Regions from separate parts of the Bombyx mori genome. Here region 1 is linked to region 2. Evidence: chromatin contacts called from public Hi-C data. All regions are on one chromosome and are shown on one strand. Each heading gives the region's core, a stretch centred on a gene start, on an enhancer-like site or on the middle of the called end of the contact. The rest is flanking DNA. Distances are from core to core; before and after follow the strand shown.

Evidence for each region. A called contact is a pair of places that touch in the nucleus more often than the background predicts.
Region 1: a contact with region 2 is called in a Hi-C map of middle silk gland, with 1.8 times the contacts expected there. The contact joins two enhancer-like sites. A contact is called at or near these places in 3 of 7 Hi-C or Micro-C datasets (middle silk gland, midgut and whole pupa).

Annotation. Positions count from the first base shown.
Region 1 is chr15:695,320-702,144 of ASM3026992v2, reverse strand. The region is part of intron 7 of E74 (transcription factor E74); the gene reads left to right. Among protein-coding and RNA genes, the nearest start is that of LOC101739180, 14 kb to the left of the region's middle. Within about 2 kb of position 3,039, at least 2 of the 8 cell types and tissues checked have open chromatin away from gene starts, as enhancers often do.
Region 2 is chr15:627,620-634,204 of ASM3026992v2, reverse strand. All of the region lies in intron 7 of E74 (transcription factor E74), which reads left to right. Among protein-coding and RNA genes, the nearest start is that of LOC134200138, 18 kb to the left of the region's middle. Within about 2 kb of position 3,939, at least 3 of the 8 cell types and tissues checked have open chromatin away from gene starts, as enhancers often do.

The DNA of each region.
Region 1 (6,825 bases), core at 1,790-4,289, 69 kb before region 2:
GGAAACAGTGGTGAATATTATAGTCAAGGTGACCCGGTCCTAAACACGCTCCTCATCATTGTTCGTTACATTAAAAGTTATAAAATGAATGGATAATACATATAAGTTTTTCCTCGTTTAGTTTCCTGGGACACGGAGTAGGGTATTATGTCAAGGTTTTCAGGTCAGACCGATAATTGCCTTCTTCCGAAAACATTGTAGTTTCAGGATGTTTGAATTCTTGTTTTTAACATAATTAATTTGGTTTAGTGTTTTCGGCTTATCTAATTAGTCAAATACGTACGTTCTAAATGAGTAAGTGAATAATTCACAAATGCTTACAGCCGTCTAATTGAAATGTATGAGTGTCGAAAAATATATCGAAAAATAAATATATTTCAATTTCGATCTGCCCCTAATTCTTCAATTGTTGGCTTTGGAGTCCATTCGTTCTTTTAAGCACATCCTGCGTTTTGCACTTGGTATTTTGGTCTAATAAAGAAAGCTCGTCACGACAATCTAGTCAATCTAAAACAAAATTCTTTGTTATTCCGTGACCAGTTGGCGTCTTAAAATGACATCATGGTGGATTGTGCCCCGAAGGTTTCCCGCGAAACTGTCCATTAGTGTAGTGGCGGGTAGCGACGCACCGCGGCGACATGTCGGACGTCAGAGCGCGTTCGAATCCAGGTCAGGGCAGCGTGACGACCGCGGATACGTGCGCGCAAAATATTACTCTAACTCGAGACTGGAATTAACTAGGATTCGAACCATTATCATCGGTTACAATTAATAACGTAAATCATCAAGCGCATCTTAGTAACAATTAAGGAATCGAATAATAATAAATTAATAATAAATAATAAATTTAATACATAATTAATATATTGTTTGACATTATTTAAACCATCTAAGCAATAAAGTAAAAAAAAGACAGTATGAGAAAGTAAAAATAAATAAATAACTTTGTTGGTATCGGAAATACGCAGGCAAGATAAGATTAAGTGCATTAAATCACCAAATATAAAACATAAATAAATTGGTTTCGACTGGGAATCGAACCTGGAGCGCGTTCTACAGTACCGTCACTAACCAGTATACTAACCAGACGAACAAAAGCTCTTTGTTAATCAAACGAATCGAAAGTGAAAGTTTCGACTTTACAACTGTAACTATACTGAGACCTTAGGACTTGTATCTCAAGATGGGTGGCGCATTTACGCTGTAGATGCTCCAGTAACCAATTTAACACCAGGTGGGCTGGGAGATCGTCCACCCATCTAAAAAAAAAAAAACATAATACACCAAAATCATACCAAATAATCTACATTGCGATAGTAATAAAACTAACATCATGATAGCTCGATTTTAAGTCACAGTTCCAATCACTGGATGTGAGAATTAGCAGGATGATTTCGTAAAAGTAATCGAAATAATGACAGCTTCGCCGACCTCAGAATTCTCACTTAACAGAGCATTTTCAAAAACATCCTTTTGTAATTTAACGAAACCATAACATTTAAATAGAAACACGCCGTTTATATTCTGAGAATACGTTAGCCCTGACCCGCAATGCGACTATAAACAGATCTTCGGCGTACGACATGTCATTGTCTACGTCACAGTATAAATTCAAGTTACTGTCCAAAACATGCTTTTGTGAGTACCTACCTCTCTTCTGCATCGTTCCCTTATTGCTGAGGATCGCGACCACACGTGACTTTCCTCCGTAGTGCTCGATCATGGACGCCATGGTATAATTCACCACCAACCGCTTTCTTAACCAGATCTGACCCTCTGGGTGGTATTCTGCCCACAGTGCGCTTGCCTTCTATGCGTGAGACCGCATGTGTCCGAAGAAGCTCACAACACGCTCTTGGCAGATGGCAGAGAGCTTTTTTTGAATGTTTAGCTCTATTAAAATGGACTCGTTAGTTGTGAGTACACATGAGCAAAGAACACAATACCGCCTATTTCGGTCTAATCTAATCTATTAGAGACCGTGGCGGACGTGTGCCTGCCTATTCCGCATGCGTTTTTTTTATTGCTTAAATGGTTGGACGATCTCACAGCCCACCTGGTTGTTAAATGGTTACTGGAGCCCATAGACATCTACAACGTAAATGCGCCACCCGCCTTGAGATATAAGTTCTAAGGTCTCAGTATAGTTATAACGACTGCCCCACCCTTCAAACCGAAACGCATTACTGCCTTTATGATAATCCTGTCTAAAGTCTATATTGCGATAACTCTTTGAGGCATAAGCGCGCGTGCAAAAAGAGCCGAAACAATGTCGGAAATTGCAAGAAGAACCAGATAAAGCAATATTACACTATGAGTAATTTAATTGGTCTCATAAAGATTTTCCCCATTCGGGCTTTTGTGCCATATTTTTTAAATAATTAATTATTCGTCTCATATTATTATGTTATTATAAACACGACCGAGTTACGGGAAGAGACGCCAAGCATATATTCATAACTATATGTATAGTATAGGTATATTAATAATATTAATTTAGTAACAGACTCGCAATAGTTATCGATATTTTAATGTAATTTTTAATCAGTGACTAGTGTCGCGTGAATAAGCTCCTTATTTCTTCAGTTAGCATACGAGTACACCGCTCAGCTAATGAAAATGTTAACCATCACATCCATACGTAGGTGGCTTGCTATGCGTCTATTTGGGAAAGTACCACACTGCATATGTCAGCCACGAGATAATTGATCCAAAGGTTCGAAAGAGCAGATAAGCTTTGTTCTAATAAAACGGATACTACTAGCATCTAGTTTACCTCATGTGTGGTCACTGTCGCTCAGAGCCACACTCACTCTGCTGTCTAAAGATATGACGAAGTCTCCTTGATTATGAAAAACATGGTCAAAACGGTCACCAGTGCCTATAGATACCACAGAGCCGATGTTTCAAACCCGAACGCGTCTCTGTTTCATGACGCGAACTCGCAGACAGAACTTCAGATGTTAAGTCTAGGGGAGCCCTTTCTCGATCCCTCGCGAGAACCTTATGGATGTCAATGACAAGACGGCGATCACGCTCACTCGCACGTGTCCCGATACTGCATAACGCGGACCTAACAACATATGTACATACGAAACGATATTACTCTTACTTCTACAAGTTCTTGGCGGAAAAATTGTTTATTTTCAAGCGTTCAATTAACTTAACTGTAATTATGATTAAATAGACAGTCACCTAAACGGGTAGTTGCTACCTATAGCTATTTATTTTTACCGCGTTTCAAAAGAGCGAAACAGCACTTAGAGAGAGAGAGAGAGTATTCTTTATTGTACACCAAAAAAAACAAATAAACAGTGCGATACATTAAAAACAAAAAGTACAATTGGCGGTCTTATCGCTAAAAGCGATCTCTTCCACACAACCATCAGGTGGACAATCATTTGGAAACGAACTACGCGCTGTGTACCATTCCAGTGAAATACATATACATATATGTACACATACATATACACATACATATCTCCGTAAATATACATACAATTAATACAAAGTATTATAATATAATAATAATTATTAAAAATAAAAAATAAATAAAAATTAAATAAAAATTAAGTTTAAATGTTTACTTACTTTAACACTTACATTGACAATTCGACAATGAGATCGCAACGTAAATGCCACCACTGCCTTTTTTTATTTATTGCCTTTCTAGACAGACGAGCATATGGTCCACCTGATGGTAAGTGGTTACCGTAGCTCATGGACGTCAGCAATGCCAGGGGCAGAGCTAAGCCGCTACCTACCATTTAAGTACTCTCCGCAAGCTTCGTTTGAAGAAGGACATGTCATAGCGCTCGGGAAACACCGTAGAGGGGAGCTCGTTCATAAGCCGGATGGTATGTGGCAGAAAAGATCTTTGGAAACGCACTGTCGATGAACGCAGCGGTTCCAGATAATATGGATGAGGTCTGCTTCGATAGCCAGAAGTGTCTTTGTCACATAATCAATCTCCCTCAGTTATAGCTAGTCGCTTATGATCACATAACAGCAGACGGGTGACGAACTTATGCACATATCTACCCTGAAGATGCATTTACCGTGTGACAGATGCATTTAAATAAATGTAAAAACATATTTAAATATTGTATCTCTCAAATTGACTTTAGAATTTAAAGTGGAATGCTTGGTGACACCAATAGGGAATGAGGATATGTTTTCAGCTCGCTGAATTAGGTGGAACCGTGACGTGGATATGTCAGTCACCGTAAACCGCACAGTCTGCGGTCACCCTGACCTGGTCGGTCCCGCTCATACCTATTCAGACCAACTTGCACTGGACTTTGGTATTGTTCAATAAAGAATACCTAAAGAATTTGAAATGGTCTTTGCTTTACGAGCCACATACCGAAGACGATTGTAAAGAAGTTCTAGTTAAAACAATTGTGAAGAGGTAAAGGAAAATCGGACTTTTACTGAACTTAAATACTTGTTATGGTAGCTATTTTTTCGTCAACCGGCAATGTATTGTCAAAGTATCTGTCAGATACCCCCGACATCGTGGAAAACGGCGCGTTAGCTGATTATTAAGCGTGATACATTGCGTTGTGCCAAAAAATTTGTGTAGAACAATAATTTTGAAATGTACGCTATAGTGCTATCATGTTATTAATCGTCAGCTGAACTGCTGCTATCTAGCGGATACCCGCCACCTTCAACAGATCGTCGGTCCATCTTGTGGCTATGTCCAGCAGTGGTCGTCTGTGGTCTCAAAGAGAAAACTGCTTGTATTTGTGTTCGAGAACAGCGCATTACATCATGTGCAGGGCGATTAGGGTAGCCACTAGTTTACCATCCTCAGTCGCTTGTACTCTTGACAGAGTGGTCGTGGTCATTACATCGGGTGGTGGTGCGTTTCACCAGACGTCGCCATTCCTCGCGTACCGCGACGCTTCTTCTGCACTGGTTGACGGGACCGTATAAAACTGCCTTTATTTGGACGGTCCATCGTAACGGTGATCTGCCACGCGGTCTTGTACTGTAATCTAATATATAAAATTCTCGTGTCACAATGTTCGTTCCCATACTCCTCCGAAACCGCTTGACCGATTCTCATGAAATTTTTTATGCATATTCAGTAAGACTGAGAATCGGCTACTATCTATTTTTCATACCCCTAAGTGATTAGGGTTGTCCACCCCTAACATCTTTTTTTTTATTTGGACATTTTTTTTTGTTATAATGAGGTATTATGTGGTTGAATGAGGTTTTGTTATTTTTATTATATATTCCCTCATCGTTCACAGCACTACATACCTCTTTCACTCATTTACCACACACATCCTTACACACTTACAATAAGTAAGTTTTTTTTTCTACACTAGAAATTCCCTAGAAATCTTATTTAAGGCAAAACAATGTTTGCCGGGTCAGCTAGTTTACTATAAAAAACAACATTTTAATAAAGAAATTGTAATATTGAACCAGCATCCCAGCTTGCGCTAGCTTTTCAAACGCAACGCTGTACAGTGCGAAACGCCGCGATGATTTCACAGCCCGTATTCATTGAAACAAGAATTCCACTGTCACAATATCTAGGCTCCATTGTTCTGTGTACAGATCTAGAAATGTTATCACGCGGCCGTGTGCTTATCACGCATGATTATCGCAATTGTTTGTGTATCGTATTTACTTTACGAAATAAGTCCCAATCAAATTAGAATGATAGGTATTTTTCTATGTAACACATATAAAATTAAATAAGTGAAGGTTTGCATGAAATTTAGTTCACTGGTCGCTGGCAGATTAGTCAAATTTATAAAACGGCGGTCGTAATTGAGTGTGGTCGGGTTTTACTTCTAGAAACTTCCATTTCTCTGTTGACCACGCGTGTCAAGGTTGACGTTGACATTCGCATTGGATATTCGACGACTATTCTACCTTTTAAATTGTTGCTTGCTAGTTGCACAACAGGATCAATCTGTCTGGATGAGCTTTGATATAAAATATAACATCTAAACGTACATATTTGTGTTTTTAATTTTAGAGCCATTTAGAATCCTGTTTTAATAATCTGCAGTAGTTTTTTTTTAGAACTTTTTGTTCACTTGTATTGGCAAAAATCGATAACTCATAAACATTGAGAATACATATTTTTTGTTTCGCATAATGGCGTCAAACATTTCTGACAAATGTCAAGATGTCACATTGCTAGCTAATGATTACGACCATGTGTCAGGAATTAAATTTGTTTTATAAAATATGATCGATTTTATTTATTGCTATTGTATTTACTAATTCTGCAAACATCGATTGATTTATAGCGACTACTACTACTACTAATTCAAAAATTAAATGTCGTCAGTAATTTTTGCACTAATTCCTACGCCATGTAAAAATACAGGATATTCTTAACAAACTTTATAGTTTAAAATCCTAGTATAGATTTTTCTTTATTCTTATAGGACAATGCATTAAACGCAAAAAGCGTCGTGTAAAATTTTTCGTTTCAAATGTCAAAACAAAAAAACAACATGGCCGACATTGAAATTAATCAAAAATATGGCGTGACGCGCACACAAGTGCTTGCGTTTGTCACACTGGGATGGAACCCTGCACGCTCCGTTACCACACCTCGCCAAGCTGGGTGTCAAAACAACTAGGAAATTTTACGCTAACGAATTATACGGAATTCCGTTCGTAGTTCATGGGTCCGTACTTAGAACGAGATACTGATGGTAAAAAATTGACCCCCTTCACTGTTATTGTTTAATTGCCCTGGTTGGCTGATGTCAATGAGCCTCAGTGACTACTTACCATCAGATAAGGCGTATATTTGCCTACAATGATAATTAAAAAAAAAGTGTG
Region 2 (6,585 bases), core at 2,690-5,189:
ATTGTCCGAATATTTATCTGCTTGATTAAGTTCTCGACCTCACACCTCACGGTTGATTGGGCCATTCGTGTTGCGGTAAACAAAAAAAACTGACACAAATAAATGTACTCCTCTCACGATACCGTCGCGCTCACAAGCCCAGCCTTCGTTCCAACGTAACTGAGACGGTTAGCTCGTATCTCATAGCTGCCGCGACACTTGCTGGACGTGATGCTGTCTCCGCTTCCGGTACCCTTGGAGTCGCTGAATAGGACGTTTGATAACTTTGAAGAAGTCACGCGACTCTGGCATTCCTGTGTCATAGACATTTCGTATTACCTGTTCAAGCCCCAACTTTTGATTGAACATTCGCAAGGTGTATTGTTACGACTGATTTTAACATTTTTTTCCTATTCGTACACTCTTGACAGAGTGGTCGTGGACATGTATCAGTCGGATCCTGCGATACCGATGCTCTCGCGATGCGACGCCATGTGGCCCGGTGTTTCGCATTGTGAGAGCAATCGTTTATGTTGGACTGAGTAACAGATTTTAACCACAATGCAATAATATTCAACTTTGGCGAGTGGTAGTTCTACAATCGCTGCAGATGAAGAGCGGGTGTCTCCAGGGAGGCGTCGAGAAGACATCCTGCATGTAATTTTATACGTTTTTATTCGGCTTTCACTTCCGACCTGCGACCGCAGGTACATTTCTCTCAGCGAAAGGGCACCTGCGCGTCCTATGCCCCACATCCATAGTGAGACGTTTATAAAACAGCACCGGCGTCAATTGGAAAGTCCTTACTTATGCTCTGTTTATGGACTTTTTCGAATTCTATCTTCTTATGATTGAAGGATTACTGGTGGCCAGGAGGCCTTTCCAGTTTCACCAGGACATGTGGGCAAGCAAAAGCTCAGCCAGAAGGGGTGGGATTTGCTAACAGCTGCCCGAGCGCCTCCGAAGGAGACCTAACAACTCAAGAGCAGCTGCTCCACGAATGAATCTACTACCGGAGTAGAATCGCGACCCGCTGAGAAGATCCGGCGAGAAACTCAGCGGGCTGATAATTCTATCTATGAATGGCTGTATGGTAAAGGCGACAACGTGACGTCACTATGTATATGATACTTTTCAAAGAGCACAAATTGACATCACGACCATAAAGTCGTATCATGTTTTTAGTTACTGGTGGTAGGACCACTTGTGAGTCCGCGCGGATAGGTACCACCGCCCTGCTTATTTCTGCCGTGAAGCAGTAATGCGTTTCGGTTTGAAGGGTGGGGTAGCCGTTGTAACTATACTGAGACTTTAGAACTTGTATCTCAAGGTGGGTGGCGCGTCTACGTTGTAGATGTCTATGGGCTCCAGTAACCACTTAATATCAGGTGGGCTGTGAGCTCGTCCACCCATCTAAGCAATAAAAAAAATAAAAAAAAGTTACGTAACGTTTTTTTTTAATATGTAGTATATCTATTTAGTGCTTATTAAATACTTGAGCTAAAAATTGTTGCGTATCTTTCATACACTAAAACTTTGTAAGTATTAATTTACCTTATGGCTTCGATGTCAAGAAATAAACTCTGGAAAGGACTTTAAATTATATAATAATCGGAAACCGGTTTCGATCGATCAATCGCCTCGTCCCTTCAGTGGTTCGCGAGCCTACCTAGTGTTGCCAAACTCTTGATTTGATTCTGGTATCTTTGGTCTAATTTAGAATCTATGTTCTAATAAAACATGGCATTCAAACGGAGCAGGAAATCCTAATGCAAGTTCGTTGAATTCGGAATTCAATTTGCTAATATTCCTGAAAGACACTAAAAACTGTACTATAATTATTCCGTCACATATTGGTCAAGTAATACATAGGTATTGTCGCGACGACCAGACGACTGTAGGACAAAGTGGAGTTGGGGTTTCAATGACGTCATCTCCCACATACCACCCCACAGCGTCAACGCGTGGGTCGTCGTACCGGCGATTCAAACTGCAGCAGACACAAATCAATAAAAAACGTTTGCAAATATTACTTGTAATATACGTATTGTTATAGACGGATTGCTTCAAGGGATTACGAAAAATTAGTTAAGTTTTAAAATAATTAAAGAAAGTTCTAGATGATCGCCTTAATTACAATTGTATGTGTTTGAAACACGCTGACCATTGACGGAAGTGACCCGGGCATCGAACCTGACTACGGCGAACTGATGACGCCGCCGCTGTCAACTCAGCTATGTCGGCAATTATTGTTATCCGTATTTAGAGTAGGTGAGGTACGTGAATCGGTTTGATATTTAAAAAACATTTTGTTGATTGCGTTTGAGGGTTTGTGCATTACTGCTTCACGGCAGAAATAGGCAGGGTGGTGGTACCTACCCGTGCGGACTCACAAGACGTCCTACCACCAGTAAGACCACGTGATACAGTGCCAATGTCATTAGTCTCCCTTCACCGTCTTCCACAGTCAACTATTGAAATATTTAATGAACATTTTTTATATGGTAAGTACGGTATTTTAAACTGTAGGCAGCGGCTTAGCTCTGCCCCCGGTATTACTGGCGTCCATGGGCGATGGTAACAGCTCACCATCAGGCGGGCTGTATACCATCTGCCTACAATGACAATAAAAACAAATTCAAAAAGGACACACATTTTGTTTCCTAACAAATCAAAATTAGATGTATATATTTTACAAATATCAAGAAGAATTACATCTCAAAATTAAAAAGTCGTTTGTCCACATCGCTTCCACGTGATTGTCGGCTATACGATCGATGCAATAAGTACTTACGTTCCGTGTACGTCATTATCTGAGTCAGCAATTGCAAATGTGACATATAAAACTGCATGTATGAAGACACATAACAATATCGTGTTTCGCGACGGGTCGTTGACCTCTATGTATGTTACTTATTTATTTTTAAATGCATCTATTTATACGGTTATATATATTTTCTGGATCGGTACCGATGTACTAGCCTAGCTTAGTCGCGAAGTAAAGCTAATGTAGATACATATAGCCATTTAAAAAAATATATATTATTTAATAATTTAGTTTTTTTATTTTGACACTCCGTATTGTAACTTGAAACATAAAACAAGACTACAATGCAATCATTATCTGAAATGCATTTATTTTTATTATCTACGAAGATAAACGGGCACACAGCTTTCCTAATGGTAAGCCGTCAAAATTGCTCATGCACATCAATAACTTCAGAAAAAATGTTTTTTTAAATTAATTAATATGAAGGCAGAAGTATCGTATATCTAAATAATATATCAAAACTAGTTAAATGAATTTTAAATGTATTCATAATATATGTTAATTATGTAAGTACAACGAACTTGAATGTCAATTCAACGCTATCGTCTTGAACGCCGAGACTTCTTTGTTCATTTAATTATAATATATAATGTATTATATATTAAAATTTTACTAATTCGAAGTGTGAAGAAATATTCTATAAATTCTATAACCGATGGTCGATATTAATATGGAATAAGTACATGTTTACGAACTTCAAAGTACATTTCAAGTTCAGGGAAGTTTAATTTATTATTATTTAGTTTAAGTTATTATTTATTATTATTATAGTATGAAGTTATTATTTATTATTATTATAGTATGAAATGAGGGTATAAAATTGTATAGGTAGGTATTCAGAAAAGTATTCTAGAATATTTCAAAAAATTCAAAAAAAGACCAATTGGATTACGTATAATCGAATAGTGTTCTTCACACTGACCTACTACCTGTTCGAAAATGTTCAAGCTTAAAAAAAACAGTTTTGAATTATATTAATACTCTATTCATTTGTATGCAACGTAAACGGTCAACTAAACAAGCTATAATAGCTTTTAGAGCCATAAAGATTGAGTCGATTACTGATTATCGTTAACGACACATACGACTTTTTTGCTATAATATAAACAACAAAATGCCCCGAAAGGGTAAGGAAGGGTTGTTCTTTTTTTGAACAGCTTCCTGCAGTCACCTTGTCTCTGTCTAACGTACGCTCAATAACGTAGTTGCGAAAGAGATAAATTTTTGAATTAAACGCGAACTTGTGACTGATTTTTTAAATGCAGTTTTAGTATTCAAATGACGGCGACGCATCCGTTTTGACACAAAAACAAATAAAGTTTGAAAATCTTAAATAATCGTCTATTTGTAAACAGTAAACTGTTTTACAACTTCCGAAGTTTTGTTTAACAATAACACTGGCATAGGCTGTGAGCAGGGTTAGGCTTTTGCCGTAAATGAGCTGTCACTTAAAAACAATAGACAATTAATTTCTTTTTTTTTTTTACTATACAATACTCACTAGGGCTTCTAAAACTGGATGGACCAGATCAAACTTTCCTTTTGACGTTTCTCTGTGCACTAGAAACATGGTCATGTACACAATTTTTTTCATTTAAAGTTTCCTTCAATAAACAGTTAATTAAATTATGAAACTGATCGGAGATAAACTGCGATGCTGATGCGCGATCAATGATCTGTTGTTCACATCTGGGCGTGGGACCGTCTGGCCTTCAACCGCGAGCCGTTACACAATAAACTCGACCGCGTGCGAGACTCTTACCTGTGGCCTCTCGGTAGTACGGGCTTAGCAGCAATATAATAACTTCTCCATTTTCCGAATTTCGTAATTTTCAATTTAACTTTTAATGTTAATTGGCGTTATTGACAGGAAATATAATATTTAAAAGAAAAAGCAGCTTTGTCTCGAAAAAAAATAATGTTGCCTACTGAACCACTTACGAGCTTTTTACTACAAAACATGTTAACAGATTACAGACTTCGAAAAAGTATTCGAGTTAATAAGGGAGTTTTTTGTAAAAAACCGCCGATTTCCGTAACAGTACACCTCGGGTGCTTCATCTGCTTAAAAAAAAAAACTTAACCCAATTTTTTATTCAACAAATATACCTGCCGTCAATAGCGGGAGTACACCCTAGCTACTGACAAAAAACTTAAAAAAAAAAAAAAAACTACCGTTCAAAAACCCGCGTTGTAGTTGGCGGCATTTTTGACAGTTCCTTTTTTTCCGTTTCAAAGTGCAAAAGGTTTTTTTGCGAATTTTATGGCTGCGTTCGGGAACGGAATTTCGCAACGGTACCTATTCTATTGTCTATATTTCGTTGCAGATGTTTTTATTTGCGAAATCAAAGAAAGCTGCCCTTTTTTTATATTCCTAGAGAATGTTGTTTGTTTTCTGTGTTTAAAACATTATCCTGTATTTTAAAAAAAAATATGCCGCTTTCCAGTGCCAAATGTTTGCTAAAAAAAATAACCCGACATCTTTCAACGCTGATTGTGTGACAAGAGTAATATATTTTTATTCTATTTATAACCCATAAACAAACTGCCGTGTCTGTTAAACTCAGAATTTGAAAGCAACTTTTTAAATTAATGATAAAATTAAATGTCATTGAACGACAAATGTTGCACAAAATAAGGAGTATAATTATAAATTTGCGTGTTTTTTGTTTGTAATAAATATGCCGTCAAAGATCTTCAAAGTACGTACATATTTATGTATTACCCATAAATGTACAAAGCATTATTTTATTTACCCGCCAAACACAACAACTTGATCACAACATTATTTCAATTACATAAGATTATTTCAATTACATATCAATTTGTTATAATTTATGAATTTTATGACACAATATGGCTGCCTATACTGCTATGACGTCACCGCCTGCCATACCCGCATCAATTAATAACTTCACACTAATTTACCGAAATAAAAACTTAGTATTTAATATAATCCTATTATTTTAAAGATCTGCCCTTTAATGGAACTGAAAAGATGTTATAATTATGTCGAACACTTGATTTAAAGAATCTAGTATTAATATTGTTTAGATTAAACAAAGCATTCCTACCGTACCTACAGTAAGGAATTTAATAAATCGGATTCCGTAAAATAAACGGACCAACGCATCGTTGTAAAGATGTTACTGTGATAGCCATCTCGTAAAATCCTTGTCGTACAATTTCATCTAGACAAACAGTACGTAAGTAGGTATATACAGCCAGTATATATGTGTATTACAAGCATTTATCTCAATTAGCAGTCTACATAGTCTGTGTAGTGTCCTGAAACGCCCCGGGACCCGAAGGTTTTTCTATGACTATAAACTCAGAGAGGTTAGGTCACATCGAACAAGCGAAGATATAGACTGGCGTTTATAGCATCGATCCGGAGAAACGTAACGTACCACCACCACTACCACTACCACCACCCAGTATATTTCTGCCGTGAAGCGGTAATACGTTTCGGTTTAAAGGGTGGGGCAGCCGTTGTAACTATACTTGAGACCTTAGAACTTATATCTCAAGGTGGGTGGCGCATTTACGTTATCCAGTAACCACTTAACACCAGGTGGGCTGTGAGCTCGTTCACCCATCTAAGCAATAAAAGAACGTATTTTAAAATATTAAAGCTTTGAGATTGTATTTATCCCTCTTTACATACCATTTTAATACCTACCTCAATTAACGGGACATTAAAGTTGTGGTCAACAAAATTTTATTCAACAAGATACAATAAATTAATTAAATTTTAGATTAAAAACAAATACATT